5 separate regions of the Mus musculus genome follow, and regions 2, 3, 4 and 5 are each linked to region 1. Evidence: chromatin contacts called from public ChIA-PET, Hi-C and HiChIP or PLAC-seq data. All regions are on one chromosome and are shown on one strand. The core of a region is the stretch at or near the end of the contact, and the rest is flanking DNA. Distances in the headings are between cores, read along the strand shown.

The links. Hi-C and Micro-C count contacts between places; a contact is called where the count stands out from the background. ChIA-PET counts read pairs in DNA pulled down with a chosen protein or histone mark. HiChIP or PLAC-seq counts read pairs in DNA pulled down with a chosen protein or histone mark.
Region 2: a contact with region 1 is called in an H3K27ac HiChIP or PLAC-seq map of double positive thymocytes, with 5 times the contacts expected there. The contact joins two enhancer-like sites. A contact is called at or near these places in 3 of 115 datasets of contacts at active chromatin or transcription factors (bone marrow-derived macrophages, double positive thymocytes and regulatory T cell precursor).
Region 3: a contact with region 1 is called in an RNA polymerase II ChIA-PET map of effector CD8 T cells, with 15 read pairs. The contact joins two enhancer-like sites. A contact is called at or near these places in 4 of 484 Hi-C or Micro-C datasets (CD8 T cells, memory CD8 T cells and natural killer cells) and 3 of 115 datasets of contacts at active chromatin or transcription factors (the 230-238 cell line, effector CD8 T cells and memory CD8 T cells).
Region 4: an H3K27ac HiChIP or PLAC-seq map of microglia shows a contact between it and region 1, with 7 times the contacts expected there. The contact joins two enhancer-like sites. A contact is called at or near these places in 1 of 15 datasets of contacts at CTCF or cohesin (large pre-B cells), 1 of 484 Hi-C or Micro-C datasets (bone marrow-derived macrophages), 4 of 115 datasets of contacts at active chromatin or transcription factors (T-cell acute lymphoblastic leukemia, large pre-B cells, microglia and 1 more) and 1 of 9 other capture datasets (embryonic stem cells).
Region 5: a contact with region 1 is called in a Hi-C map of bone marrow-derived macrophages, with 12 read pairs. The contact joins two enhancer-like sites. A contact is called at or near these places in 3 of 484 Hi-C or Micro-C datasets (bone marrow-derived macrophages, macrophages and nephron progenitors) and 5 of 115 datasets of contacts at active chromatin or transcription factors (the 230-238 cell line, DN3 thymocytes, acute myeloid leukemia and 2 more).

The regions. Positions count from the first base shown.
Region 1 is chr8:35,427,590-35,433,885 of GRCm38.p6, forward strand. No RefSeq gene overlaps it. Among named protein-coding and RNA genes, the nearest start is that of Gm34853, 5.8 kb to the right of the region's middle. Within about 2 kb of position 3,307, at least 92 of the 459 cell types and tissues checked have an H3K27ac peak or open chromatin away from gene starts, as enhancers often do. A contact at or near this core is called in the 230-238 cell line, CD8 T cells, bone marrow-derived macrophages and 5 more, where this site is marked.
Region 2 is chr8:34,610,515-34,616,810 of GRCm38.p6, forward strand. All of the region lies in intron 2 of B930018H19Rik (RIKEN cDNA B930018H19 gene), which reads right to left. All of the region lies in intron 2 of Gm34096 (a long non-coding RNA gene), which reads left to right. Among named protein-coding and RNA genes, the nearest start is that of Gm34096, 7.0 kb to the left of the region's middle. Within about 2 kb of position 2,732, at least 44 of the 459 cell types and tissues checked have an H3K27ac peak or open chromatin away from gene starts, as enhancers often do. A contact at or near this core is called in double positive thymocytes, where this site is marked.
Region 3 is chr8:36,181,932-36,188,227 of GRCm38.p6, forward strand. No RefSeq gene overlaps it. Among named protein-coding and RNA genes, the nearest start is that of Gm35520, 3.4 kb to the right of the region's middle. Within about 2 kb of position 2,345, at least 188 of the 459 cell types and tissues checked have an H3K27ac peak or open chromatin away from gene starts, as enhancers often do. A contact at or near this core is called in the 230-238 cell line, CD8 T cells, effector CD8 T cells and 2 more, where this site is marked.
Region 4 is chr8:34,861,958-34,868,253 of GRCm38.p6, forward strand. It overlaps Tnks (tankyrase, TRF1-interacting ankyrin-related ADP-ribose polymerase), which reads right to left. Exons shown (of 27, transcript NM_175091.3): 10 at 5,737-5,828; 11 at 5,324-5,402. Among named protein-coding and RNA genes, the nearest start is that of Dusp4, 57 kb to the left of the region's middle. Within about 2 kb of position 3,819, at least 7 of the 459 cell types and tissues checked have an H3K27ac peak or open chromatin away from gene starts, as enhancers often do. A contact at or near this core is called in bone marrow-derived macrophages and microglia, where this site is marked.
Region 5 is chr8:34,891,554-34,897,849 of GRCm38.p6, forward strand. All of the region lies in intron 3 of Tnks (tankyrase, TRF1-interacting ankyrin-related ADP-ribose polymerase), which reads right to left. Among named protein-coding and RNA genes, the nearest start is that of Tnks, 71 kb to the right of the region's middle. Within about 2 kb of position 3,823, at least 2 of the 459 cell types and tissues checked have an H3K27ac peak or open chromatin away from gene starts, as enhancers often do. A contact at or near this core is called in bone marrow-derived macrophages, where this site is marked.

The DNA of each region.
Region 1 (6,296 bases), core at 2,057-4,556:
AGATATAAAATCCTTGACTTAGACAACTTCAGCATGTGTGTTCTTTGCTGAGTTCTGAACTGGATGCAATCCTTAGCTAAAACGGAGTCTTAGAAGATGATATTTACATGGTAAGGAATGTAAGCCAGGCACAGATGGTTTCCCCACACCTCTACGTCCAGTACTTAGAATGCTGAGGCAGGAGGCTCGGAAGTTTGAGCCTAGCCTGAGCTATATAGTAAGAGCATTTGCAGGAAAGTAACAAAGCAACAAATAGAGAGGGAGAAAAAAAAACAGAATATCCCAAATCTCATACCAGAACAGTTTGGAATTTTTCTTCCTCTGTTGTTCGTTCTCAAGGGCAGGTGAGGTGGGTCCAGGGTTGACCACATGTGCCGCCGAAGCCTGTGGACCTGAACCAATGGTGGAAGGAGTCCCAGGGTTGACCTCTGACCTCCACCCACGTACCATGGCATATGTGTGTGTGTATACATATATATGCACACACATACACAATATGCTCAGACACACAAATAGAAAATAAATAATAATAAAATAAAAATTGTTCAAAGCAGTTCTCAGTTGTAGTTACACTGAAAAGCTATTGGTTGAAATCTTTCACCTCTCTTCCGCCAGCTGTAGTAGCAACTTCTTACTTCCCTGATTTCTTCCCTAACGTGTTGCCTATGAGGCTAGGGGAGAGTTCCTTCTCATTTCTCCCTATTGGACTACTTTCACAATGCGAATGCGTTACTGTTCCCTTTCAGAACCAGAGCGTCATCTTCCGAGACTGCTTGGGTCCACCCTGTGGTTGCATGTGTGTTTATCAGCATTAGCCATGTAGCCATCATAAAAATACATATTTATTTTTTATAGTCTCGGGGCTGGCAAGCCCAAGATCAGGGGCCTCATATCTCATGAGTATCCTCGTGGATTACTGACTCTAATGGAGGGCAGAAAGCAATACAGCAATACAGAACAAGAGAAGGAAGTGGAACTTTTCCATTTCCCGGGCCCCCACTCCATGAAAACCAACCCACTACTCTGTTAATGAAGGCACAGTTCTTGCAGGGTCCTTCTTCTCACCGTGGTTGCTCTGGGATTGTTTCTTACTCATGGGTGGTGGTGAACACATTCAAACCTTAGCAAATTCTAAGAACTGGACCACTGAAGGGTTTTTGCATATTTGGGCTACCTGCTTCCTGTCAGTTGACACCACTATGCGCTCTCTCTCTCTAGCAAAGCCTGCCTGAACGCATCACATCCCCCACTGATCCACTGCCCTCCTGTCTCCTCTCCGTAGATGAAGGAGAGTGAAGCGCTTGCTTTTCTGGATAGTTGGGTTGGTGCTGGGTCCTTGGATGAGGTTTGCTCACGGAGGTGGGTGGGGTTTTCATGGGACTCGGGGTGTCTGCCTGTGTCAGTTTGGTTACACGCCCACGCTCCTTCAGAGAAGAGGTGTGATGCATACTGAGGTGGATGCCAGCTCAGCAGAATGTAGAGCCACGTTCATTCTGCTCCCAGCTACTTGTTCCTAGAAAGTTGCATCAAAGTGATTCTGCCACTGCTCTCCCTGTAATTTCAGAAATCTGTCTCATATTCAAGTTAACATCCTCTTCCTCCCCCTCCCCGACTCTCCCTCCTCCTCCTCCTTCTCCTCTCTATTCACATTCTTCCAAAATGGGGAAGTGGAGGGGTGTGAGTACTGCACTTGAACCCATCTCTTCCCAACTCTATATCGCCACCAACAATCCAAGTGGACTCTCTCTCCTGATGTCACTGTTTTCCCCAAGGATAGAGAGCAGGGAATGCCTAGGAATGGTTTTGTCTCCCCAAACCTTGACAGATCCTGTTGCTGGTGAGGACAAGGTAGGAAGGGCATTGAAGAAATCTGTGGCCCGGGGATCTTTGATAGCACAGAGACTGATTTCATTTGCTCTGAAGCTGGAACTGGGAGTCCTCGTGTGCCCAGGGCTCCTCTGTCCTCTCTCCTCACACAAACCAGTTTCCCAGCATTCTGCAAAAGCAGCTCATGAGCCACAAGAAATCCTACATAGGAGACTGTCTTGGAAAACAAAGATAAATCTAAAGTTCTGGTGTGGAGAGAAGTAGAAGAAGGCTAGCAGGGGAAGGTGGGTGGGGTTAAGGGAGGGTAATGGCAGTGGGGGGCCAAAGTACATCATCTGTTGGTAGGAAAATGTCTTCATGAAACTCCATATTTTGTACAATAACTACAAGCTAACAAAGGGGTAGTAGTGGTGCTAGTGGTGTCACATGCCTTTAATCCCAGCACTTAGGAAGCATAGACAGGTGGACCTCTGAGTTTGAAGCCAGCCTGCTCTGCAGAATGAGTTCCAGGACAGCCAGGCCAACATAAAGAAGCCCTGTCCCAAAAAAATAAAGAAAGAGGGAAGGGGAGGGAGATGGGAGAAAGAGGAAGGAGAGGGGAGGAGAGGGAAGAGAAGGAAGAGAAGAGAAGAGAAAAGAAGAGAAGAGAGAAAAGAAGAGAAAAGAAAGGAGAAGAGAAAGGGAAGGGAAGGGAAGAGAAGGGAAGGGGAGGGGAGGGGAGGGGAGGGGAGAGGAGAGAAGAGAAGAGAAGAGAAGAGAAGGAGAAGAGAAAGAGAAGAGAAAGAGACGAGAAAGAGACGAGGAAGAGACAGGAAGAGACGAGGAAGAGACGAGGAAGAGAAAGAGAAGAGAAGAGAAGAGAAGAGAAGAGAAGAGAAGAGAAGAAAAGAAAAGAAAAGAAAAGAAAAGAAAAGAAAAGAAAAGAAAAGAAAAGAAAAGAAAAGAAAAGAAAAGAAAAGAAAAGAAAAGAAAAGGTTTCCCATTGGAGAAGTCCTGGATTCCAAGCTCAGAGGACACTGTGCACACAGAGCTGCGAATGCTGTTCTGTACTCCTTGGATCAGCTTCTTTCTTGTCTTGAAAGGACCGCAGGTCTCATCGTGCCCAGGTGTCTGGCGAGGAGAAAGATCAATGTGGAGTAAGAAGAGTATCATTCACATTACTCATTTCATAGTGAGGTCAAATAACTTCTCAAACAGCACACCGGAAGTGGATGAACTACAGGTCACGTCTAACTTTTGCCAGCGCTCTCCTACTCTGCACTCTTGACCTCCAAGGTCAAGACAGAGAAATGCGGAGAGGTCCATCGGCTACCCACATGACCTACCCGAGTGAGCCAGGCCAGCTCTGGGCAGACACTCCCTGTCACGTCCCACAGCTAGATCAGTGTGGCCAAAGGGTGACACACGTCACAGCGTCTGACACCCTCATCCCTTTGCCTCGGTTTACAAACCTGAGCTCTGGGGCGCACAGGCAAACCTCATTGAAGCTCCGTGCAGTTAACACAGACTTCCGCTTGCGACAGGTTTCCTTCCCACACTGGCTGTGGTTTTTCTCTTCCGGTCCCTGACCCCTTTCTTCTTTTGTTTTACGCTAAAAGCTTTAGCCGGAAAACGTAGAGCCAAAGGAATGGAATAAACGTTAGCTTCAGCCTACAAAAAAGGAGTCCTTAATAGTGGATGTGAGAAAGTACTTCACTGAATAACCAGTTCGTCCTGAATTATTTAGATAATCTTTTATTTCATTTTATTTCTGGAAGCTCAGACACAGAACAAAAGCATGCCCTGGGCTAAATGCAGAGACAAAAGTGCAGAGTGTTTTGTTTTGTTTTGTTTTGTTTTGTTTTGTTTTGTTTTGTTTTGTTTTGTTTTGTTTTGTTTCTGAGTCCTGCTCCACCTGCTGAACTTCATGCCCTCCTAGCTTTGAGACCAGAAGAATTCAGACCTGTGGGAGAATGCATTCTACGAAGGGAATCAGAGTCAACCTCTATGCCTGGGAAGTACTGACCAATTGGTCCCAAAATTGGCCTAGGCTTTCTCAGTGAACGCAGGAAATCTTGTAGCCTAGGATAGCCCTCAGTCCAGGCAAACTGAGTTGTTGACCATCCTGGGACACACAGGGGTTCTGTGGGAAATGCAGGGGTTCTGGGGGATGGGCATACCAGCCTTTGGGTTCTTTTCCTTCAGCTGGTTTTTGTTTGTTTGTTTGTTTTTTGTTTTTGTTTTGTTTTGAGACTGTTTTGTTTTATAGCCCAAGCTAGCCTCAAACTCACCAACCTCCTGCCTCAGCTACCTGAGTGCTAGGTATCTACCACTGTCTCATCCTACCTTAGCAGAAGTAGAGTAATCCAGAACCCTGGTGGGCCTGATGCCCCATGCGGATACAAGGGGAAGATGCTGTGTGCAGAAGGTAGGGTGTCTAAATGTACCCATTAAAATGTTCTCCTACTGCTCTGATGTATATATGTGCATTAGCGTATATATAATCACACAAGTCCAACCTGACAACTGCAGAATTTTTTTAAAAATAAAAACGACAAGAAGGAAGTCCTTAGTACGCATAATCGTTTTGAGACTTCAAGGTTTTAATATAACCTTATGCCTAAGAGCTAACCATGCTAGTCTTTTCCAGGATAAAGATCGATAAAATGAGGCTGTGAAGCTATCTTTCACTTAACAATATAGGATCAAAGCTGTGTCAACAAGGATGCTTTTATGACGTCATTTCAATGAGCACCACAGAATATTCCACATCGCACCAATAGCACAGTTTACACAACTTTGATTTAGTAGCATGTTTCTGCTGCTTTTAATAATCCTTCCAGTGTTATCACTGTCTAAGTGCTGAAGACCCGGTGATATATTTAGCACGAGGGTAGAGCTTTGTGCCTCGCTTGGCGCTTGGATCCAAGCTCAGTGAAGAGACAGGGAAAGCTTCAAGGATGTGTGGCTAAGTCAGCTCCCAGAAGGATCTCACAGAGCTGTGAGCAAAGCCACGTCTTACTCCTTCCACTGTCACCAGGCCCCAGACCTAGCCAAAGTCTTATGACTGGGGTGTGGCTTCCAACACTAAAGTCCCAAGTGCAAACTGTGGGCGTGAAGGAAGCCGGGCAAGGAGGACCCAGGGCTTCTTGTTTTGGCAAGGCAGATAACTAGTGAACTGTACAAATGGGAACACTGTTCAAAGACATTTCTAGCCTTGTCACCTTAGAACTCTGCTGTGGGGAGTTGGAAGGTATGATGAGGAAGAGAAAGACACGAAGCCGTAAAGCTCCTGCTTTCTGGGCTCCATTCCAGAATCATTATTGGGGTTGGGGTGGGTGGATGGGGTGATGTAGACAGGGCGGTGTTGACTGGGAGCTTTTAACTGTTGAGGCTGATGGTGCACAGACACACGATGGACTAATGACCCTTTCTCTAGTAAACACTGAAAGCTTTTTTTAACAAAAGCAGTACATGTTTAGAAGGCAGTAAAAGTGTGGGTGGGGATGTAGGCTAGAACATCATTTCTGGACCCTAAGCAGTAAGCTTTCTCTGTGGGTCACAACCCAGACAACAAAAGACCTTTGGCTAGCAATTGTTTTTCATTTGCAACTATTATTTTTTCCAACAGTCCCCAAGGAATAAAAGAAGTTTTTTGTTTGGTTGGTTGTTTGGTTGTTTTTTTTTGCACTTAAACTGGGTCAGAATAAGATCCTACTGCTGCACTCATAACGTTCACTCTACCTAGAAACTGTTCCGTTGCCACTTGCCACATTTAGTGGCTCAGCAGATAGGCCACTAGACTATTTATCTGGAGTTGCATGGCTTCTCAGGGTTACCAGCAAATAAAACCCATGCAATTCCAGATAAATAGCATATATTTATTTTAATACATGTGTCTATGCAACATGCAGGGCTTACTCATGTTAAAACATATCACTGATCTGAAATTCCAATGTAAGTGGGCATCCACATTTCATCTGGCTCCTCTACTCCAGTGGCTTATAAAATGTAGGTGATTCCACCTGCCCCACCCTACTTTACCTCATGCCATGCCTCAGCCTACCCAAAGTGACCAGACTAAAGTCATGTAATCATGAGTCTGGATATTTCATGACTGCCCTTCTCCGTCTTCCTGGAAAGGCATTCTCCCACAGCTGGGTGGCTTTGAGCTGTGTATCCTGCCTAGTTTCTGGTCACGGAAGGGAAGTGTAGAAGGAGAGAATTATCTGCTTGTCACCAAGCAAATCTGCTCTCTAAGATGAGACATCCCACACATCCACCCAACGGAGCTGAGGTTCAAACTCTTCCGATGCACACATCATTATTGCTGCCACAAAGTCTACACATACAAATAGGTGTGATAGAATGTCGTCTTCAAAGGAAGAAGAGCAGTCACATGCTGGCGAGCAGGAGGTAGTTGGCATCCAACTTCACTCTGGCAACCCTGTCTCCACCTGTCACTATCCGTTCCAGATTATCAAGGCTAA
Region 2 (6,296 bases), core at 1,482-3,981, 820 kb before region 1:
AAGCTGAGTAGGCCAACTAGCTACATTAGGCTCTTTGTGGTTATGAAACAATAGCTTGATAAAGAGGTGGTTGTTACATATTGAAGGCAGAATAATAGATCCAGAATGCTGAGAATCCTGTGGGGCATCTCTTAAAATAGATACTTCCGTGGTGACAATGTCTGTGTGACTTTGTATAAACAAGACCATCAAAGGCTTAATATGTAGTATATAGCTCATCCACAGTATCAGTAGTTTTTCTTGTTGCAACAAAATGCCTGACAAAGCCAACTTAGGGAGAAAGGGTTTATTTTGGCACATGGATGTAAGGGATCCAGTCTGTCATCTTGTGGAAATCATGGTGGCAAGAGAGTTAAGTAGGTAGTTACATTATATCCATAGCCAGAACGGAGATAGAGATAAACGGTGCCCATACTTTGTCCTTTACCCTTTTTAGTCTGTCAAGTACCCCCCACCCCCACCCCAGTCCATGTGTTGGTACCACCCACATTTAGCTCTCTCTGGAAACACTTACAGAAATGCCCACAGGCATGTTGCCTAGGTGATACTACATCCAGTTGACAATGAAGATTCACTACTACACTTACTGGGTAAGAACTTTATCCAATGCAAAAGTAATAACTGAGAGCAAAGAAATTGGAAGTAAGAGGAGTGGGCCAGACTTAGCATCACTGTCACAAATGCCTGAGAGACATAACGTAAGGAAGAGAGATTTATTCTGCCTTGCCGGTTCAGAAGTTTGAGCTGCTGACCCTCCCACCTCCCAACTCCATGCTCAGGAGAGTGTGAGGGGACAGAGCAGCCTGGTGACTATAAATCTATACAACAGATTAATCTATTCATAAGCCAGTGACCTCATAATCTAGTCACAAAACCCCACCTCTGACCACTGCTGTGTTAGGGACCAGCCCAGCTTTCTGTGAGGTGCCATTTAAGGTGAATTATTCAGTATCCATCATTCAACTGCACTTGTATCAGAATTTAGTTATGAATTGAGTTATGTGGGAGCAAGACAGAGTGCAAGGCACCCATTTTTGTGATGTGGACCAGGGGAGATAGAGGCATGGTTCTACACCCTCAGTACAGTGATAATGTTCTGATTGGTTTCCTGATCTAAAAGCACTAGATCCACCAAAAGCAGTATGATTGTGTCACAGTCACTGTTTCACTATGGGGGTGGGGCCAGCCCCCTCAGCCACTCAGTGCTGCTATATGGCTTTGGAAATCCTTCCTAGGAACTCTGTCTAGTCTAAAGCATGCTCACCAACCTTCCTTACTACCCTCTTAGCTATACACACTCTTCATAGATTTGAGTGCTTAAACTTGCTAGAGTGGCTTCTACTGTGGACATCTTAGAATCCTGCCCTGAGTGCTGGCTCAGTATGGCCCCCACTCTTCTCATTCATGTGTCTCCATTCTTCCTTTCCCTGTTCTTTTCTTATCCCTTCTCACTTGGCATAAGGTTGGAGAATAAGCAAATGTCTTAGGTGGGTTTGCGTTGCTGTAAAGAGACACCATGACCAAGGAAACTCTTATAAAGGAGAACACTTAATTGGGGCTGGCTTAGAGTTTCAGAGGTTCAGTCCATTATCATCATGGCAGGAAGCACAGTAGTGTGCAGACAGATATGGTACTGGAGGAGGCAAGAGTTCTACATCTTGATCTGAACAAGAGGAGACTGTCTTCTGCAGGCAGCCAGGAGGAGGGTCTCTTCCATTCTGGGTAAAGCTTTAGCATAGGATCTCAAAGCCCACACCCACAGTGATGCACTTCCTCTAACAAGGCCACACCTCCTAAGAGGGCCAAGCATATTCAAACCACCACAGCAACCTTCTGGTCAATTCAGCAGTTTCACAGAGTGAACTTCTTCATGCATACCCTGGGCAACTGAAGGAGAATCCAGGCACAGGAGGAAAAGACTAGATTCTTTTACATTAGCTGCTGATGGCATAAACTACCTGCTGTGTAATTTGCTCAAAACCGCCTGCCATATCAGCAGTCTGCCTGAGATTGTCTTTGACAAAGAGGCTCCTACCTCAGAAGCATTTCAAACGATTCTAATTCTTAACAGCTACACAATAGGAAGTGGGAGGAAGAGGGGAGAAGGAGGAGGAAGATGAGCCATTAAGAATCACTCTGAAGAGCCAGAGGGAAGGCAAAGAGTTGAGTGGGTGGGGAGGTGGGGAGGATCTGGGAGGAATAAGGGGGAGAGGAAGCCACGATCAGAATATATTGTATAAAAAATATGTTATTTTCAATTTAAAAAGAAAAAAAAAAGACTCTGAAGCCAGGACAGTGGGGCTCATTGATTCATAGATAAATTACAAATACCAACATACCTTGGTCCAAAGCTATGGATTATCTCTGCAACAAGACCCTTGCTGTTCTGTATACTGGACACACAAATGTAAATCAGTCATATAACATTGTTAACTCGGGAGCTTCCAGCAAGTATTCTGCACAATGCTTAATGACAATGCTATTTTCTCTGATAAACAGATGAGAGGTGCAGATCAGCAATCAGATGCCCTGGGTTCTAGACTAATCTTCGTCTCCTCAGAGAGATGCTTCTCGTTAGAGACAGGCTGAGAATCACTGGGCGAGTTTGAGTCAGAGACAAATGAAAGAGGGGGTGGAAAGTTATTCTGCAAATGTTTGATGGTTCCCAAAGGTAAGGAAGGCATCCTGTGATCCTCATGACTCAGATCATTCCCCCAAAGACTTCACAGTCAGGAGTCCCAGAGGGCCTGACTCATCCTGATCTCTTCCTGAGCCCAAGTGGCTGGCCCGCATTGGATGACGGGAACTGTGGGGACTTTATGTAACTTCTAACTTTGGCTCTACCATCTGCTAGCTATACAACCACAAGCAGGTGTCCTCAACATCCTCACCATTGAGGTAAAGCAACGTTTCTGCCTTCTGTGCCTGTCATGCAGATGGAGTGAAAGAGTCTGTCTAAAGTGTCATAGTCGCGTAAGGTTCAATACCTGCATGCAGCAGCCACTCTAAAGAGCTGACAGCTTAACAGTGCCTCCAAATTTTTCCCCACCACCAGTGCTCTGCCCCATGGTTCTGTTCCATCCAACCTTCAAACAATCATCTCTAGGATGGACCAGCAAAAAAGGTCTCTAGTCTGTGACTTACAGTTTCAATGCAACTTCTATGTAATAAGATTTAGCGACACGGACTGCTTATTGTTTATTTAGGGAAGCGTTGGGGGTTGAATACAGGGCCTCACACACACTAGAAAGTTCACCATTGAGCCTCACCAGAGGCCCACTGGATCTTTAAAATGGCCCAGAGAATTGCTGTACTTGTCCATCCACTGAAGCTGTTTGTTGATGGTGCCCCCCACCCCACCCTGTGAGCCCCATACAGGCACTACTAGAAAGGACAGCTTCAGGCAAGGGAGATCGCCATGACTTCTCAGGTTATAGAGAGATGAGAACACATTGTACATGATAAGCCGTTGAAAACACAACTGTTTTTCCGGGCCAAGTACCTAGGAACAAAAGGGTATCTCAAGCCACAGCCAGGGGCATTGGCAGCCTTTGTAGTAGCCGGAAGGATCCTGCCAACCACATAAGAGCCACTTCAGCCCAGCAGATCACACTAAAGTCCTCAGTGTGCCAGGAGCATGGGGCATGGAGTGAAATGGAGCTGGCAGTGCTCATGTACGTGATAATAGCATTAAAGGCAAAGGACATGGTCTCAGGGCCGTAGCTTTCTCCCTGCCAATCGCATTTAAAGGGTCTGCAGAAAAGGGAACTCAGCTGGGATTACTTTGTGGGGCAAGAGGAAACGCTTTGTACTAAGGACAGTGTCGGGCATTTGCTTTACGGCTGGATGGACATGTCAAGCAGCTGGCAGTCCTTGGAGCACATCCTTGCCACCGCCAAGTAGGAACTGCCATTCTCCATGGCTCAACCATGAGTCCTCTCTAAGCCAGGAGCCAAGACTGTGTGCTGACAGACACTAGCTAGAGGGCTCGGGCACGTGTCATAGCAAGCTCCATGGCTAGCAAGGGAGCAAGGCAGCATCAAAGCCCTGTGACTTTTCTGGAAGTGTGGCTATAGCACCTATATGCAGTTAACATTCAGAAAGGAAAAGGAAAAAAAAAAGTCAGGAAAGGAGTAAGGAGAAAAGACGAAATCAAACAACATTCTTGGCATTTTTCAAACATCTGTGAAATCCTCATCATTATTTCTGATGTCAGTGTGACTGGGTTTAATAACTCAAAGAGGTGTGGATTCCTTTTAGAAGCCACATGCAAATGTGGCCGAGCTGACTAATCGACACACATAGCTATCTCCTTAGCTTTAGCGTTTAGCATTTTGACTGAAAACTCTCTTTACACACTTGCAGGCCATGTGTTATTGCTATTAGTGTTTCTCAAAACAAGCTGGAGTCAACCTCTTACTGCAATTCCCATTTGTAGCAAACCATCCCAATCCTAAATAGAGCAAGCCGGGGGGTGAGGGCACAGCCTTGACCAGGAGGAGCAGAGTATGACAGTATCGAAAGCTTTAATAAATATTAAATCCTCTTTTCCCCTTTTTTTTCAATATCCCAGCAACTGCAGCCCAAGATGCAGCAGGTAACAGAGCTGCAGCTCCCCAGTGCTGCTCTCACCTGGCCCTCTGCACTGAACAGGAAGCCACAGACTCCACAGGGCCTCCCCAGCCTGTGGATATGCTGTTGCTCACAGGGCAATCAGCTGCCGAACATGAGGAACTTGGGGACTCTGCTGTCTGGTCATCTCCTCACCTGTGAATGCCTTTCACCCCTGGGAGTGATCCTTGGCTTGCTGTTCTCCCAAAGAGCTCTAAACACCCCCCCCCCCGTCTCACTGGCCAGCGGTAGGTCTCTCCAGAACCCATCTTACTGTAGGTCCAAATATACCATCCTAGTACTGCTTGTAAGATCTGTATCCCTCCAGCTCGAATTGCTATAACTAGGCTGGTTCCCAGCAGACATACAATCGTGCCTTGGTATTGGTATAGAGGGTGGAAGTGGGGGAGGGAGATTGATTCCAGGACATCCCACAGATACCCAAATCCCAGATGTTTTAGTCCTTTGTATATAATGGCATGCATTTTCACAGAGCCTACACACTTCCTCCATATACTTTAAATCATCTCTAGATTACTCACAATACCTAATACAAAATAATCCTTTGTAAATAGTTATTATACTGGGGAGACAGAACCTGTAGAGACCATCTCCAGTAGATAGGTATGCCCCCCCCCCAGTTAAAGAATAGGTCCACCCACCCATGTCAAGAAGTTTAACCCAGAATTGTTCCTATCTAAAGGAAATGCAGAGACAAAAAAAAAGAATAGAGCAGAGACTGAAGGAAAGGCCATTCTGAGACTGCCCCACCTAGGGATCCATCCCACCTGCAGACACCAAACCCCAGTAGTATTGCTGATGCCAAGAAGTGCTTGCTGACTGGAGCCTCATACAGCTGTCCCCTGAGAGGCTCTGCCAGCATCTGACAAAAACAGATGCAGATACTCACAGCCAACCATCGAACTGAGCCCAGGGAACCCAATGGAGGAGTTAGGGTAAGGACTGAAGAAGCTGAAGGGGATGTGCAACCTCACAGGAAGAATAACAATATCAACCAACCAGACACCTCAAAGCTCCCAGGAACTAAACCACCAACCAAAGAGAGCACACGGAGGGACCCATGGCTCCAGCTACATATGTAGCAGAGGATGGTCTTATCTGGCATCAGTGGGAGGGGAGGCGTTTGCTCCTATGGAGGCTCGATGCCCCAGCATAGGGGGATGCTAGAATGGTGAGGCAGAAAATGGGGGAAGAGCATCTTCATAGAGAGGGGAGGAGGGATGGGATAGGGGGGTTGCTGAGGGGAAATGGAGAAGGAGGGCAACATTTGAAATGTAAATAAATAAAATAACCAATAAAAAATAGTTATTTTACTGTATTACGTAGGGGATGATGACAAAAAATAAAGGTGTGTACCTGTCTGCACAGATCCTACCATTGTATGAACTCTATAGTGCCTGACCCAGAGTTGGTAGAATCTATAGGAGCTGGATCTACAGATACCAAAAGCCAGTTCCAGCCCTACTGACACAGTTAAGCTAGACACTCCTTTCTGACCTCCATCACTTATTTCTGCGTGCACACACACAACCCTAAGTATCTTAGCTCTTCTAATGTGTACTCAAAGATCCTCTACTGAGTCTTTCTTCGATGTAAAGTAACTTGCCCAGAGTCCCCAGTGGACAGAGGCGTGTTCATTCTCGGGTCAGGGACCACCAGGACTA
Region 3 (6,296 bases), core at 1,095-3,594, 750 kb after region 1:
ATAAGAGTTGCCTTGGTCATGCTGTCTGTTCACAGCAGTAAAACCCTAACTAAGACACTGGGTCTGACTTGAGCAAATGAAACCTCAAAGCCCATCCGAAGTGATACACTTCCTCCCATAAGGCCAGACTTCCTAACAGTGGTGCTTCCTGTGAGCCTCGGGGTGCCATTTTCATTCAAAACACCCCAGAGGTGTATAAAGACTTTCTTGGGCAGACCAACATGTTCTCTGTGCATACAGATAGCCAACCAGATCTAACATAGGCGAGACCCAAACTTTTTCATATGCCTAGAACCTGAGCATGGTGAGAATCCCACCTGAGAACCTGTCACAGCGCTGTTCCTCCTCGGTGACAAGCTTAGTTTGAACGAAGAAAGATCTTGCCTGGAAGAAAAGGCAAGGCGTGGCTCTCTCTGTGCTACTCATGGTTGTGGTGGGACTAGGGGAAAGTAGAAGAGATTCTGCGAAATGTTCTAACCACAAGGGTATCAAAAATAGAATGTTTGCTGTATGTGTGACTTGAAAACCACAGGTTGAAATTTGACGCTCTTAGCTGATAGGTTCCTTTGGGTGGTCTCGTTCCCAGGTTACTTGGAGATTGATCAGCCTCTAAATCCAACTTCCCTCCCAGGTAAGAAGGAAGACATAGGCCACTGAGCGGAAGATCCAGCAGAACCATGGCGGTAGCGTGTTGTACAGAGAGGTGGTAGATATTGGAGTTATGCCTAATCCATTTAAAGGGAAAGTACAGTGGTTTGGGAGGATGGCAGCGAAGGGGAGGCTATGAGTGCTGGCTGGATTGATTTAAGGAAGAGCCAAGTGAGAGCCCAGTGTGGTGTTGCATGCCTTTACAGTGAAAGGCAGGCTGACCTCTGTGGGCTTGATCTACACCGGGAGTTCGAGGTCAGCCAGGTCTACAGAGAAAGACAGAGAGAGGGAGAGAGAGAGAGAGAGGGGGAGAGAGAGAGAGAGAGAGGGAGAGAGAGAGAGAGAGACACAGACTCAGTGACTGGATATGTATTCTGTGAAGACAGAGTTGTTGGGAGTATACTGATGGTAACACAGAGAACCATGGAGACATCCCTGTCCCTGAGAAATATGGGGAACAGAGAAAAATCAGTCTAACAGTCTCGATATACTTGAAGGAATCCTGGCACATTGGAGTAGGAGAGGAACCTCTGAGTCCAGGGCTCTGCACATCTTGATTGATGGACAAAGCCTGCCCTTCCCATGATGCTTCCCTAGCTTAGCCCCACCTCCATACAAGAGTGAGGTCCTGCAGCCTCAGGGACACCTCTGGAGAACTTGGTTCTAGTTAAAGACAGCTAACTATCTTATATTGAGCGTGGAATGCCACTTCAGTCCTGGTCAGATAATTTCTTCTGTTAAACGAGAACATTTAGACCTGTACATGTTAGGTGATATTTAGAGCTTCTTCATCTTCAAATATCTGGAAGCTAAATTGCAAATTAAAAATACAGCCTTGGTCACTTAAATGATTTTGTACCAGAGTTTGAAGCTAGGGCATTACACATGCCAAGTAAATATTCTACCACCGATCTATACCTCCAAACCCATGTTAATCTTTTATTTTGAGGCAGTCTTGTTTGATATGAGTTCACTCTGTAGCCCAGGCAGGCCTTGACCTTGTGATCCTTCCTGCCTCTTGATCTCAAGATGTGTGATGACAGTTCTGTGGCACCAGGTCCAGGTAGAACGTTTTGAAAAGAAAATAGCTTTTGAGTTGTAACATTGTTAGGAAAAATGTTTAAAGTGGGGGGGGGGAGAGGAGGAAAGGGGAAGAGGGAGGGGGAAATGAGGAAGAGGGGGAGAGGGAGGGAGGGAGGGAGAGAGAGAGAAATATGGGGAGGAGGGAGGAAAGGGGAAGAGGGGGAGAGGGAGGGGGAAATGGGGAAGAAGGGGAGAGGGAGGGAGAGAAGAGAGAAGGGAGGGAGGGAGAAAGAGAGAGAGGGGGAGGGAGGAGAGAGGGGGGAGGGAGGGAGAGGGGGAGAGGGAGGGGGAGAGAGAGAGAGAGAGAGAGAGAGAGGCGCGGGTGGTGAGGTGTGTTCACTGTTTAGCCTTGACTGTCCTGTAACTCACTAGTAGACCAGACTGGCTTTGAACTAGGAGATCCACCTGCCTCTGCCTCCTGCCCACATGCTGGAATTAAATATGGGTGCCTCCATGCCCTGCCTTTGCCTGGACTTTTAAATATCTTAATCTCCATCACACACGGGATACACCACATTTCCTTTTCAACCCTGGCAGCAGTCTTTCTCACACTCCCTCGCATACTTGAGTCACCTGTGGGGGTTACAGAGCAGCTCTGACTCAGCAGACCAGGGCAGGGCTGGAGAGTCTCTGGCCCCACCAGGCAGAGTACGCATGCACCAGTCTGCGCCCACGCTCCTGCAGCCTGCTCGCTCTGCAGTGTCAGTAGACCTCTGGTGGCCACATTCGAAATGTGCATTGTTACACTCGATTTTTTTTTCTTTTTTCTTCTGAAAATATTAAATGCTATGTCTCCCCAAAGCCAGCAACTCTACCAGTCTTGTTATTGGCAAAGCAAACAGGGTTTGTTGATTTGAACTCTAACTACCACAGTATTGAAACAGCCAATGTAACATTAGTTTGGACTCTTGATTTAGGTTTTGGTGTCACTCCAGAGAGGCCACATAGCCAGTTAGTGATCATCAAAGAAGGGGCACGCTTAGTCTACATAAATATTAAAGTGAATGTACTTTCTATAAAAGAATACAGGAAAGCAGTCCAGTAGAAGGCTTTATGTGGAGTAATGAATGACTTAAAAGGGCCTTCTTTATTAGTATTGAAAAAGAAAACCTCAGTCTTTTAATTTGACTCACCTTCTCCTGCCAGGGGTTGCCTTAAGTTGTATTTCTTATTAGGTGTTCTCTAATTTAGCCCTTCTATGAAGCAGACTAACCTGCTCTTTAATTAGAAAAATCGAGAGCAGTTTTATAGTAATTTTAAATTTCTGGGTTTTTTTTTTTTTTGGCTAATTTCCATCTATGCTACTGAAACAGAAAACAGAAACGCTGTCCACAGTTCAGATGAGATGTGTCTATCAGCATCCGAGAGACTCCGTTTTAAGAAACACTGCATTTTTTTCCTGTTTTTCTTCTAGCTGCAAACATTTTTTTTTTAATTTCGAATGTCAATAGACATATTTCCTGGTCCTGCCATGTACTTAGATAAATGTTCCAGAAGCCAACTCAGTTTTTTTTTTCCCAAATAACCAGAAAATGACTATCACTCTAGAGTGGGAACATCTGGCCCAAGAATGTTCACGATCTCTTAGCCCCAGGGCAATCCAACTGAAAACTTGTAAATTAACATCAATCTTAACTTGACTTTGATGGAAACTTCTCGTTTTATGCTTGAGCCGACTCAGCAGAACACAGTCCCCTGCAGATGCCGGGCATCAGTGCATTTGCTCATAGAAACTTCCTTGAGTGGAGAAATGTCCAGTGCTCTTGCGTAGGGCACATCAAGTGAGATCCCAGGGTGCTTTGCGATTTTTGCTGACTTTTCATAATCTTAGTAAAGTGTGTTGCTAAGGTTTCAAAGACGGGTGCTAAAATGAGTTTTCTTTTTTAAATTAATTTATTGATTTGTTTATTTACATTCCACACACTGCCCTTCTCCCAGCCCCCCAGAGTCCCTCCCTCTATCCCACCTCCCCTTTGCCTCTGAGATGGTGCCCCCCCCCATATCTCCCTACTCTGATGCATCAAATCCCTGCAGGATTAGGCACATCCTCTCCCATGAGGCCAGACAAGGCAGCCCTCTGCTACGTATGTGCCTGGGGCTTTGGTCCAGCCAGCCCTTGTATGCTCTTTGGTGGATGGCTCAGTTAGAAGTTTTATATGCTTATTTAAAACTCCTTTTCAGCCTTATAAAATAACCTGGCACTTATGAGAACTGTCTGTACAGTCCAATTCAAATGTTTCTGGTTGGAATTACAGTAGGAAAGGTTTTTCTTAGCACAGGTTTAATGAGATACATAATAAATGGTTAGGTATAGCTATTTCTACATCCATAGAGTCTATAAAGTCACACATGCCTTTATATGAATCTGTGAATCAGGGATCTGCCTGTGGTCGGTGGATTTAACCAGACTTTACCTGGGAAGAAACCCTGAAGCCACTAGTTTATCCACACTAAGCCTTTCATTGTATAGCAAAATGTCTGCAGGACGGGCTACTGTGCCTACAGGCAGGGTTTGCTTAATGTTTGACTTTTTCATTACAATGTGATATAAGGAAGAACGGAGCCTCAATAGACGCCTTTCCAAATAAAGAGCTCTTTATAGTTAGTTAGACTGCACTTTAAATTTCAACTTAAGGCTGAAGATAAAAGTTGGATCTAGAATGTTTGTCCCGTGGTCGCTAAAGCCCTCTGCTTGACACCCTCCATTGGAAACAAAAGAGTTCTCTCTCTGATAATTCTAATCCCCCCTCCATTCATGTCTTTCATCTTGGGGAGTTCCATTGCGTGAAGGAGCCAACATAAAGGTAATTATCCAAGTGAATGTTCAAGACAGAGTTGAAAGTCGAAGCGCCCCTTGCCACGTCTTAGCCACGTCTTAGCGACACAGCAGAGATTCAGTATTAAAATAAAGACGTAGCTCACTACCAAAAGCATGCACTTCAGACAGAAATCTGAATACTCAGGCTTTCTCATATGTGTGATAGCACCCTAACAACACACATACACACACACACACACACACACAGTATGACAAGACACAGAAAACATTTGACATTTCTAAACATTTTGGAATCCATGAATTCAGACATTAATAAGGCCAGAGACATAAACCAGGCCCCTCTGAGACTGGGGTGGGGGAGATCTCTTCTTTCAGAAAGGAGTGGCTCACACCAGTCTGGGATTCTTACACCCCAAATATTAAACCTTGCACTTTGGTTTGTTATAGTTACTGATGTCTTTAAAAAAAATCAGAAATATATTTAATATACACCTTGCACCTAATGTGGGTTCTAGTAAATTCTCCCATGGCCTGGAATCACTTTCATCAGATTGCGGGTCCTCCTACTTGGAGCTCAGCAGTTTTCCCACGGTAGAGGGATGGGAGATGTGACTGTGGATTCTAGAATCGTCTCTGGGACGTAGCCCAGGTGCATACTCAGCCTGTGGTTTGGGTGGGGCAGAGAAATGAGGCATCAATTGCCGCGAGTTGGGCAATGTACAGACAGGCAAATACTGAAAGTCAAGTCCCCAAGGAATGCAGAGCCGCAGCCAGAATAAACATTGCAAAACTGGGTCAGCAACTCAGGGGCCCAAACAGAACACTAAGGTAAAGAGTCCAAATGGGTTAGCAAAACAACGAAGGGAATGGCTGAGCGATGCTCTCCACAAGGAGCCAGAGACAGCTCTCTGAGGTCAGCTGACTGCATTTAGAACTAATATAGATCCAGAGTAATGTCAGCCCCACCTATGACCCACAGGATCTCCCTAGATCCACCTGATAGAGCGCTCCCAGGAGGACCAGAGCTTGCATTTCTAAGGTAGAATGTTCCATTGTCACTGTGGACAAAAGTGACTGCAGCTATGGCTGGGTCCAGTGTCCCGGGTCAGGCAGTCACTGAAGAAATCGTGATCTGAGAAGGATGTTCTAGGTCAGTGGCTCTCAGCTTCCCTAATACCGTGACCCTTTGATACAGTTCCTCATGTTGTGGTGACCCCCAACCATAAAACTATTTTCATTGCTACTTCATAACTATAATTTTGCTACTGTTATGCATCATAATGTACATAAATATCTGATATGAATATCTGATATGTAGGACATCTAGTATGCCACCCCTGAAGGGATTGCGACCCATAGGTTGCTGGTGCAGATAGTTTTCAGAGGATAAAGATAGAAGGAGAAAGGTTACAGAGTCTACATAAAGGACTCCGGTGGTCTTCTGATTTCTTAAAGTTTAGGTCTTCAAGCATATTAAGGAAATGCTAGCATCTTCCCCTGGGATGTCCTCCTTGAGGAACTGACAGCCATTAACTCACGTTTTTTGTTTTTTGTTTTTTTTTTCTTGACAATCGACTACAGTTATGTCTAAGTGCCAGTCAACTGCAAGTCTATTATAGAATGGACTGTCCTTGGGGAAAGCGTGCAGTGGTACAGTGTAGTGTTCGAGCTGGCATTGAGGGGATACATTAGGTATTTGGATTCTCCACTGAACTACGGAAGTTTCCTGAATTACCCTCGTACTGACTGTACTAATGTCGATCGATGACTTGGTTAGCTAAGTAAA
Region 4 (6,296 bases), core at 2,569-5,068, 570 kb before region 1:
CAGTGCCTTCTCACTGGAGATGCTCACTAAATACCTGGGAACGAATAGCTCTCACCACACTCAGACAACAGAACAGGCACGCAGGCTATCAGTGTAGTGGTTCATCACACTTGCATTTTAGGAAGTGCCTTATAATAATAATCTGAATGACGATCCCTCATCAGGAGTGTTTCTGATTTCAAATTCTTTTCTCTATCGGAATACTTGTACTAAATAATGAAACGCCTTGGAAAGAGGACTCAGGTCTACACACCAACTTGTTCCATATGTCCACTGTACTCATAAGCTGAAGTGACCCTATCTTTCTGTGACTGTGACTGTGTGGTATTACATGAGTTCAGGTGTACAATTTTCTGTCTGTATGATGTTGATGATTCAAAGGTTTTGGGTTTGAAGCATTACAACGTTCCTATTTCAGGTCATGGATACACATCTGTAATGGATGCCTTAACTATAAATACATTTGACTGGGAAATCCCTTGTACATTCAAGGAGCCATTTCCAAACCTTGAAGAATGTATATGGTAAACAGTAATTTAGTTAATTATTTTGAATAAATGTTCCGCTTCTGGGTCAAGGTTCATAATTTGGTCGAATCTAACTAGCCTAGGATTTTAGACTGGTCCCGCAAACACCTGCTACTCCACAGGGATCAGAGTGTACATGCTGCTTTCATGGAAACCCTGTTAAATCCTCCCTCCCTCATCTCTGGAGGCCTCAACAACAACTCCCCCTCCTGAGCATGCGCGCTGACTCAGCACTTAACCACTTCCTACATTGTGGCAATAACTTTTCATCAAGTCCAATTAATGGTGAGAATACGGAGTGCCATTTTGAAAGGTCCTAATAAGGGAATGATAGTACAATCCCACACCAATGAGAGGCCAGAAGTGAAGAGAACTGGTCTCTTTCCAGTCCTTTCTTACTGGGAAAGCTGTGTTGCTTGTTCAGAAAAGGCTTCACTTAAATTATTATTGGCCTTCACAAAACTCACCATGAAAGGCATCACCATTTAATTTGATCACATTTTCCAGCAGAAAAAAAAATGACTTTGTACCTAACAGACAAGCACTGTTTAGTATTTATTTCTCAATGGAAAACACAAGATGGCAAACTAGTTTTTGTATGACTGTTACTTCATTTTAGAAGACTACCCAGAGCTGCAAACACCCTAACTATTCACACTTCTCTGGAAATTAGATGAGACACACTCAATTATACAGCTGTAAAAATGAAATCGTAACAACGAATTCCGATTTAGTTTGTTAAATCATGTAAATATGGTTTGCGAGTTATTCTTCTAAAATACTGATCTTACCAACTTAAGATTTCAAATGGATGTCTCTAGTATTTTAAATAAAGCTCAGCCCTTTAGCAAGCAAATGTAACAGGCAAAGAGGATTGTAAAGGTTTTCTGTTTACTGAGGACTGCTTCACCTCTAGTGTTGAAGCAGATGTGCAGAACACTATAGTGGTCTGAATAGGAGTGGTCCCCATAGACCCATATCTTTGAATGCTTGGTGGGGAATGGCACTATTAGGAGGTGTGGCCTTGTTGGAGTGGGTGTGACCTTGTTGGAAGAAGTGTATCACTGTGGAGGCAGGCTTTGAGGTCCCATATACTCAAGTCACACCCAGTACAACACATTACCTCCTTCTGCTGGCTTCACATCAAGATGCAGACCTCTTAGCTCCTTCTGTAGCACCATGTCTGCCTGAGTGCCACCATGCTTCCTGCCATGATGATAAAGGACTAAACCACTGACCCTGCAAGCCAGCCCCAAGTAAATGTTTTCCTTTATAAGAGTTGCACTGGTCATGGTGTCTGTTCACAGCAGTAAAACTAACTAAGACAAACACACTGTACCTTCCGTAAGTAAGTATGGTAGAACTGAGTGCTGTGGAAAATGGCCCAATTGCATCCCCATTACTTACTCAGGGGAAATTCGTATTTTAACAATGAATAAAAATTTATAATGTTTCAATGGTTCTTGGAATAAGTTTGTAAAAAGAATTAAGATTTAGTTTTAAAAGTTCCATTTGATGAGCAATGACTTATAACAGAAATTGGTAAGTTGGCCACATAATGAAATTTTATATTAAACATTCTATGCATATGAGATATTTACTCATTCCTTTAAGTTGTCTTTCTGTATCTTAAGAATGTTCATATCTGTAAAGTATAAGTGTAAGTGTATTACTAATGTAATACAAAATCATTTCATTTAACAGATATATATTTTTAAATTATGAATGGAGATTATAATCCTTCCCTCAAAGTCTAAGTAACATCTACTAAAGATTATGGAGTACTTTATCAAGCAACCAGGTTGAAGTAAATAAAGTTACTGATGAGAAAAGCACTCACTCAGTGGAGATAAATAGAAGAGCTTATAAGTGTTTGTTGGTAGTCTGTCTATAGAGCTCACTTAGAGCACTAAATGTGTAACAGACAGGAATAGTAAACAGGCTTGCTACAGGGACCGGTGAGGAAGGACCTGTTCTTTACTAGAAAGCACTGTCACAAACCTCTCAGGGAAGTCTGAGCTCTGCCTTGTTTGCACGGCAGTTTCTAAGCTTGCTAGGACTACATAGGAGACTCTACCCCACAAAGAAATGAACAACAAAACTCCCACCAGACAAAGCGAGCAGTCCTGCCACTGCCTTCCTTCTTCCCCTGAAGCCCCAGAGCCCCCCTAAAATGCTTTGAGACCAAGTCGTAAGTCTTAACCCCCTGGTCCACTACAAATACTTAACATTCAATGCTAAACAGATTATTTTTATTAAAATGTGAAACTGCCACTAAAAAAAGAAAAAGCTTGATTTTATGTTACATACTCAACATGCTAACCATAGTTAAGACACTCTTAAGCTATACATTTAGAGGTCATGATGGACAACTGTGATTATGAACTTGATTGGACTAAGTAATTAATAATTAGAAAAGCAAACTTGTGGGTATGTCTGAGGGCTTTTCTAGAGATGACCAGACTCTAAGGGTTCAGTTTAAATGAATGTGCTAATCCACTGACAGAGTCAGAATGTGCAGGCTACTAGGAGACAGAACTGCGGATGGCCATAGTTCCATCCAGAGTATCCATCGTAGTATCTGGAGAAGCGGGTCACTAGGGGTATGTCCTCTGTCTGTGTCTTTCTGTTAGTGCTCCTCTCTGCTGCCTATTTGGCTCGGTGTGGTTACTTCAGCATACTCTCCTTCCACTATAGACTCAACCTCTGAACCATGAGCAAATTACACTTTTCCTCCCTTTTGTGGCTTGTTAGGGATTTGATCATGTGAACATGTTCAGAAAGTGCTGTTAGACTCAAATGTTAACTATGGGCCACTTAAAAGTCCAATAGAATCACAGAAAGAAAATACTAAGCAAGGAAAACATGACCCATTAGGAGTCAAGAAAAGTTTTTACTAATGTATGAAGAATGGAGGCAGCAACCCTGTGGGACTGGCACACTGCCTTGGGATCCAGGAATGAGTGATAGGGAGTTGATATAGCAGCCGCTGCTGCCACTGCCCACGATCCTTTCCTCCCTCCCTTCCAGTTCCTTCCTTTTTTCCTTCTTCCTCTCCTTATTTGGCTTTAGCTTGCCTATAGATTATTATGTAGACTAGGTTGGACTCAGCAGAGATCTACCTACCTCTGCCTCTTGAGTGCTAGGATTGAAGGCATTTGAGATCTACTGATGACAACTTATATATTGTCTTTGTATTTAAAGGAATCAGTAACTTGTGTGCTGTAGTGGAAGACCAGGAAGGACATGCTACACTAGAAGTCATTCGCGTCACTAGCAGACTGTTTTCAGTTGCAGAAGTCCACTGCTGACCTAAGATGCTAATAATAACACATCACGCACGTGGAGCACCAGGAAGGACTGAGAGCCTCGCATCTACGCAATGCCACTGAGAGAGGCTATAACAAAAAGCTTATTTTTCAATTAACTTTTCTGAAAAAATGCCTTGTAGGTAATAATACACATTTTTAAGAATTAAGAACATTATGGTTTGTATGAGTATTATAATGTAATTGTCAAAAGTGACTTGCAAAGTCAAGCCTAGGGCAACAATAATTCACACAAGTGTAGCAGAAAGCCCCCTTAGCTTACTATTTCTGATACAACATGTTGCTTATAACAATGCTATAGTTGTAGCTACAAAGTAGGTGATAAACCTGTACGACTGCTCTCTTTATTTTAACTTACTTGATTTCGATTAAGAATGCCAAATGTCCTTCTAAAGCATTTAATATACATAATCTTGTTTACCTGTAAAGTATAATCAAGTAGTGCAAACACCACTAAAACACCACACAGCAATCTGATGCTCATGTAAGGGGAATGCAAGGGTCAGGAAGGAAAGGCATGCTGGAAGATACCATTCAGCTCTATTAGAGAACAGTCTCATTGTTTTAAAGATTTTATTCCTAACTAAGTGTATGTTCCGAGTTTCTTTCTGTGTGGGAATGTGTGGTGTGCAAAGGTGCAAGCTCCCCTGGAGGCCAGCTCCCTCTCGGAGCTGGAGTTTCAGACAGCTGGGAGCTGCTCAACACAGGTGCTAACCATGGACTCGGATGCACTGCAGAAGAGAAACCATCCCTCCAGCCTCCAATCTCCAGTCTTACAAGAGTTATTTGAGGTCACTGCTTGGTTGTAACACCTGGTTCAACAGCTATTATCAGTTAAGGAGATTCATGTGGAGCCTATCAAAGAAACATATTATTAACTAACTATGTTTAACAAACAGTAGTAGTTTTACTTTTTTTTTTTTTTTCCTTTTTTCCGAGTCAGGGTTTCTCTCTATAGCCCTGTCTGTCCTGGAACTCACTCTGTAGACCAGGCTGGCCTCGAACTCAGAAATCCGCCTGCCTCTGCCTCCCGCGTGCTGGGAATAATGGCATGCGCCACCACTGCCTGGCTGTATTTTTACTTTTAATGTGGTTTACTGAAAATCTGATACTCAAATTTCATCTTTACTATGTTCCTGCAAACACTACCTAAACACAAAGCAGGAGTTTTCTATAAGCAGGTTAGTGGATTGTGTTTTAGTGTTTATAAATTATGAAGCTGGTTAGTCTTTTTTTGTTTGTTTGTTAACCTAAAAACTACTGTTATCTAAGATAAAGGAACCTCTGTTAAAAAGAAAGGACAAAGAGACAATTTTACTAGGGGAAAAAAAAGTTAAATGAACTTCGAAGGACAACCTATGACTTTAAACACAAAACCACACAGTAACTGCCCTTTCTGACCAAGATGAGTTCTTGGGGACCCAGTACTGAGGGCAGCTGGTTGCCCTGTGCTGAGTGACGGCTTACCTTTGCTCCGTGCTTATGCAGAACTTCCATGACATCATTATGAGCTCTTTCAGCTGCAACATGCAGAGGGGTCATGAAACTATGGAAGGAAAAAAGGGAGAGAGAATGTTGTGACTTTTACTGCAACAACTCTCGGTGGCTGCTGGCTGCTGACAGGAGGAAGGCTCCTTTTCTTTAGTGGGGTGGTGTGGGGCGGTCATGTACTGTACACGTTCATCCAGGCCACTTAACCACAAGGCACGGACCACCAAGACGAAGCAAACATGGCAACAAGAAGACAGGAAACCAGGATGGGGCTTGTTGGAGTAAGGGGTTCACGGTGTGGGCGTGGGTCGGCAATGCTGGGTTGTGTGACTTACATGTAAGGGACAGAGGCAAGAGGAGGAAGGGCCAGCTTTCGCAGCTGTACTTACTCCTTGTTCTTTTCGTTGACGTTGGCTCCCTTCCTCAGTAACAGCTCTGCCACCTGCTTTCGTTTGGGATGCAAGGAGGCCACAGCACAGTGCTGTAAATCAAACACAATCCCGTTTAAGACAAACTTCTACCTAAACATGAACTCCCAAATGAAACGGCCCCTGTAGCTATTAGCTACTGTCATCTCAAAGTGCATCAGGACATGATGAAGCATTGTACTCTGGAGTCAATACTCTTCTTACACACACTGGAAGTGCAAGGCAAGTGAAATTATATTCTCAATTAGGCATGCAGAGACTTCATTACTCAAACCTTCACTGGTCTATCTGCCAGTGTTTTTCCGTTACTTCACTGACAGAGGCACCAAACTCACAAGGATAAGCAGGCTTGCTAGGCAGTGGTGAAAACACGCAACCCTGAAGTGATGTAAAGGAACCGATATGCTTAGAAACCTTACATTTTGTCCTCCTGTTTATGTAACTTTTGTGTTTTGCTCCATTTTATATCAATGGCTGCATTAACAGTTGAAAAATAAAATTACTCACAACTAAATAAAGGA
Region 5 (6,296 bases), core at 2,573-5,072, 540 kb before region 1:
ATATCATTAAAGAAATGATTATACAAATTGTCTTAATATGGCCTTCTGTGAAAAATAGCAGGTATATATTAGAAAAAGAAGACTTTAGATCAAATAAAAGTTACTGTAAATTACTTTAAAATACTTTTAAAAAAACTTTAAGATTTGCAGTTATATCTTTCTTTGTATTTTGATGTAAAATTGAGCTATTTCAACACAAACTCTACAAAGATACCAAGGAGCAGCTGCTTAACTCCTATAATCTACTATTAATGAATATTATATCGCTTGTGTCTTGAATTGGAACTAGGCTAAAATCTAGAAGCTATCATCACATGTTTTCAAATGTAGAAGTTATTAAGGGAATCTTATACTAATAAAGTCAGTTCTATGTACCCCCAATTCCATATAGTAATCTGAACAATTTCAGAATCACAAAATTAGTCTTTTCAATTTCCTATAAATTGTAGTTCAATTGTTTAATAAATAACTGCACAAAAATCAAATTGTATCTTCAGGGCAAAAAATGGTTAAGAGTTAAAAACTTACCTTTATTAAACATTTTCTAACAGCGGTATGGAAATTAAACATACTAGGAATGTCATTTTATAAAGTCAAAATTAAAACTTAAAAAGCCCGAATAATTACAATCTAAATAATGCAAATTATGGAATACATCTATAAAGCCACTCATGTATTCAAAAGGTGTGTGTGTGTGTGTGTGTGTGTGTGTGTGTGTGTGTGTGTGTATACACATATATATATGTATATGCATGCCATGTTCAAAGACAACACTGTCACCTCTGACTTCAAGGAAGATTATCCTATTAAAGCAGAAAAAGAAGTAAGCAAATGATTACAGTAGATTGTGAGGAAATCCTATGAAATACTATTATGTGCTTATTGGCTAGTCTAAATGGGATTACTAACAGGCTAACTGGGGCTAAGGAAGCCTTTCTGGGAGAGAGAGACTAAAGCAGTTTTTAAAGACGTTTTAAAGAAGAAAGAAGCTTTCAGGTAAGGACTGAGAGAGAGAAGGAAAGGCCTGAGGGAAGACAAGAAGTGCTGGCTCTTTCTGGACAGCCCAGTGACACCTGCAGGACAATGAGACAGACTGCATGAAAGGACTAAGTTTGAACGTGCTGAGAAAACATTGGATGTTTTTTAAAGGAGGGTTGCAAAATCACTGTATTTAAGCATCTTCCAGCTTACTGACTACATAACTATTCCCACTTATGCTTCACTGCAGCACCCAGGGCATGGGGATGAGATAGCAGGCTCTGACAGCTGACATCCTGTACTATGTATACATACACTTGAACTCCAAGTGCCTACTCCTGATGTCCAAGTCATGGTGAAATAGAATTCCAATAAGCTAAGTTACAAAACAGCAAAGGACTCAGGCGCCTCAAAGTCCCAATCAGCCTATGGACAAAGGTCCTAATCATGCGCAGCATGCAATTTTGCCAAATGCACATTTTTGCAAAAATATTATTTCTGCATAGGCTGATAATAAGGCAAGAAACTTGTAAGTGTGCATTACAGATGACGTTACTCTTCCTGTTAGAGATCCAGGGCTTTAATCAGCTTTTCTGCAATACATTCCAGCATCCACTATCTGGTGCCCAAGGACCACAATCAGTCAACAGCCGAAGCCATTTCTCACACTCTGCCTCCCAGGAACTGGTACATAATGAATTTAGAGTCCTTTGTACACTGACAGCAAAGCCGAGCTGCTTACAGCAGCCACACCACCAGGTCTGTTTCACTTTGGCAGGGAGAGCATGGTGCTCTATGGACACTGGCCTTTTCTAACACACACACACACACACTCTCTCTCTCTCTCTCTCTCTCTCTCTCTCTCTCTCTCTCTCTCTCTCTCTCTCTCTCTCTGTCTCTCTCTCTCTCACTGAGGGGTGATAAGAGGTGTGCCGAAGCAGACAAAGAGCAGGCTGGAGTGAGAAGAGCTGGCTTCACATCCCAGTGTCATTATATAACACAGGGGAGTGAAAACAGGTAGGGACAATGTTTGGGTTTTTTTGAATAGTCATTAATACCAAATATTGATACATGCAAAAGGATGGGTGCCCACAAAGATACACAAATTAATGTTTTTAAAATGTTGTCAGGTCAAAAATCAACCTCCCCTTCCTATTTCTCTGATGCAGTCAGAAATAGCCTCTCTTTCTCTTAGGCTGCAGGGAAACTTTTCTCTTGGAAACCTACATATAGAAGCCATGCTTACTGATTTACCCCAGTGTTGACACTGTGAGGGTCTTTACATCCAACAACTCGCAGGATCAAAGCAGACCATTTTGTAAAACTGAGCCATTTTGTTTTTCAGAGATGGAATAACGTGAGAAGTTTATGAACATGGAAGTCACAGGTGTTAAAAGTAGTGAGAGACTGAAAAGAAACTCTGACCTCTGTTTTTACAGCACACTGTGTGTGCCCAGCAGTGACAGCTCACATTCTACATGAACTGAAAGAAATGTCACTGAAAAGTCACCTGTCTCCACTTCACCCGTCTCTCTGGCCTGCCTAGCCTGCTCCTTGCTACGCAGCTTAGGCTGGCCTGGACCTCAGTCTCCCAAGTCCTGGAATTACAGACATATACCACCATGCCCAGTGGCTGTCATATTCATTAGTTAATAAACTGATCCTGAAGCAGTCACATGAGTGTCTAGTTTCATACTCATCTATCAGGCTCCATAACTAAGCTAATGCCTAGACTAAGAATCACTAAATTTGAGCCTAGGAAGACAAGATATATGTACGCTAGAAGAAAGAAACTAAATTGTGAAGTATAAGAACATTTTATAAAGCAAAGAATTAGTAGCTTTAAATGATATAATGAACCAAAATTTTCCTATCAGAACTACTCTGAAGCACCGAGCATATAAACATGGACACCTGGGCACGGGAAGAGGAATAAAGGAAGTTCTGGGTCTATTCAAGTGACCGATGTGTTTCACACCTCCATAGCTTGCTTTAGTTCCTGGACTTATAAGGTGTCTCAAGGAAGAGCTTTGTACAGACCTCAGTCAAGAACCTCCACTACCAAGTTAATGCGGGGACTTCCCATTGCTAAGCGTACAGCAGTACCACGAACTGACTAGAACTGACTATTGATATTCCTGGAGAGTGCTGAAGAGTGCCCTGAACTTATGATAAGACAATACAGAAAGCTTTGCATTGAGGTACCATCATACACAAGAAATCGATTCTCTCAGCCAAACCCACAGCCTATTTGGGGGAAGAAGATATTAGTTTAGGTGATGTATTTCATTGTGTTTTGGTTTGAAGTCTCTGAACTAGTTACCTGGTTGTAGAAAGAACTTAGCCACATGACCAGGAAACAATCTACTCTCAAACCACTAAAGCTAGATCCTCCTGCACACCAATCTTCCAAAGCTACTCTATTACATAGAAACAAGGGTCTGGGGGGGGGGGCAATTAGCCTACTGTTTTCATTCTAAAATCTTCTATGACTATTTCCAAAACAAGGAAAAACCTACAAAGGTCTGTGACCTTAGAGCTCAGAATGGCCACTATTTACAAGTCATCCAATACTGATCCAATGGCAAGTGAAGCACTCTGCAATTAAATAAAAAAATCCAAGTATCATGTTTGCTCTGAAAAAAAGGAAGTAGTTTAGAAAAGTGAACTGCATAGTTGATCCTCTTGGCAATAGTTTACGCTATTCTGATGATGGTCTTTTGTTCTTTCTTTCCATTCTCCTTTCGTTCTTCCCTTTGCCTCCCTGGAGCTCAGTATGTTGACACAGGCTGGACTTGAATTTGTGCTGATGATCCCCAGCCTGACTCCCAACAATGGATTTACAGGTGCACCCCAGCAGGTGGGGACACAGTGCCTTTTTGGTGGGGGTGTTTTTGTTTCTTGGGAACAGAGTCTCACTGCAAAGCCCTGGCTGACCTGGAACTCCCTTAATAGAGCAGGTAGTCTACAGTAACAAGATCCACTTGCCTCTTGCTTCCCGGATGCTGGGATTAAAGGCCTGTGCCATCATGCTGTATATGTAGATATTTTTTCTAAGACCTACCTACCAATGAACTCCCTTAACTCCAAGACTGAAATGGGTACACATAACTGCCAAGTTTCACTAAGAACAATAACTGCTATAGGGGATATGTTTACACTACCAGGGATGTTCTGTAATATGACACAAGAGTCTTTCCATACTATGTACTCATGTATATTTTACAGTTACATTCGTATTTTTTTCCCAGAGGGAGGACACCTCACTATGTAGGCCACAGTGATCCAACTTGTTTCTGTCTCCTGAATGCTGAGATTTAAAAGTGTATACTATCATGACTAGTATATTTGCATTTGCAAAATATTAAAAATTTTTACTGTGTGTGTTTTTGTGTATGTGTGTACACACACGAGTGCTCACACATGTGTAAGAATGTGCTGGTGGAAGCCAGGAAGGGGGGTTGAGATGTTTCTGGTGCTAGAGTTACAGGCAGCTATCAGTCTCCAGCACGGGTGCTGGGAATCTAACTGCGGTCCTTTGCAAGAGCAGCGAATGTCCTTAAGCACGTGAATCATCGTTAGACACTACTAACACACAATATTTTTAGTGCACCCTAATATTTTCCAGGCCTTTGTAAAGCCTCATTTCATGCCAATACTGTTTAATTTCTGTCCCTAAGTTTCTGTTTACTTGACATGTCTTCTTTTTATTCCCCCATTGCTGGGGATTGAACCCAATGACTTGCACACGTGTCTGAGGACTGACTCCGACCCAGATGTCACAATGTCCTTACACTTCTAAGTCACACAATGTCATCTAAATGGAATTACTGAACACATAAACTTTTGAGTCTAGGTTTTTTCTTTACCTTGTGTAAATGCTTTTGAAATCTGTCCTTGTCACTAAACAGAGTAGGTTTTTTAATTGTTAAGCATTACCCCATAACATAAGACATATTTAATTTGATTATCCTTTCCCAAGTTCTAGTCTTTGGCAGTTATAAATGAAGCTACTATAAACATCTATAGAAACCATTTCAAATGGACATACGATTTCATTTCTCTTGGGCAAACATCTAGTAATGCTGATTGCCATGTCGCATTTTAAATATGTATTTAACTTTGTAAGAAGTGGTCATCCCACATCTTTTAAAACCTAAGAAATTAAACCAACACATCAAATTACAAGTTCTGCCAGCACATTATACATTTATCATTTCCTCTCTGCTTGAATTTTTTTCCATTCTCACTGTTATTACTAACTTTTTACAATAGTTCTATAACTAATCCTTAATGTGTTTAATTTCTAAATCACACCCACCACATTCATTTTTAATTTAGTCTACCCCATTGCTCAATGATGTCAAAGACAGTTCTTAGAAAACTAGTCCCATGGACTTCCACATTAGTTTGTAATTCTTTAGGGTTAAACTTGTCACAAGAAGCAAGGGTCTGACAGTTCCCAAATAGGCGCGTCAGAAAATGCTAGAGCTACTGCAGGCTGGTGCGTTCAAAGGGCAAAGCATCCCGATAAAAGGCAGGACTGCAGGGAAGCAATCTTCCTTTCAAAGATAACAATATGGTTCCTATAAATCACAATGTGTGTGTTCCGTACAGTCTCACAGCTCTGAGACAGCAGGTTCTGCACATCAAACAGCTTCTTATAGAAAGAGATCAATTTTGCCTACAGGTTGACTCAAAAAAACACTTTTTTGAAATAAGCATTGTAAAATACCTCACATAAAATAATGCAAACATTACGAGACAGTGTTGAGTATCTTGATATGTCTAATTCTTTGATGGATGTACTTTTCTCTCATGAGTGCATTCACCGTGTTTATGTAATACTACCCACCGGCCTTGCTAAAAGGCTAGTACCATAAATACTAACTCTTGGAACATTCAAGGACTACAGCAGCTGGATGGTGGAATTTTTAGTGAACTGTTACGTTAGCATTCCAAGTCGCCTGTCCTTGACAGAATCCGTTTTTGAACTGTATCATATACATCTATGCATCAATAGGGATTATCTGAAAAAATGATGCTATATTTTCCACGATAGTCCAAGGCCACATACTAGGAACTTCCACTACAGTATCATGGTAAGGTAAGCTGTGGGTTCATGAAACGAGTGGCCAAGCACTTCTAGAAGGCTATATATATTGTTATTTCAAAATATTTACTCTTCTCTTGGTGTTATCAAATGCATTTAATTTTGAATATATAAAAATGCAAATCTTTTCTAGTGGTTCAGCTCTGGAGAAGTAACTGATAGGTTCTTCAGTTTCTTTTCCTTTTTTTGGTTTTTTGAGACAGGG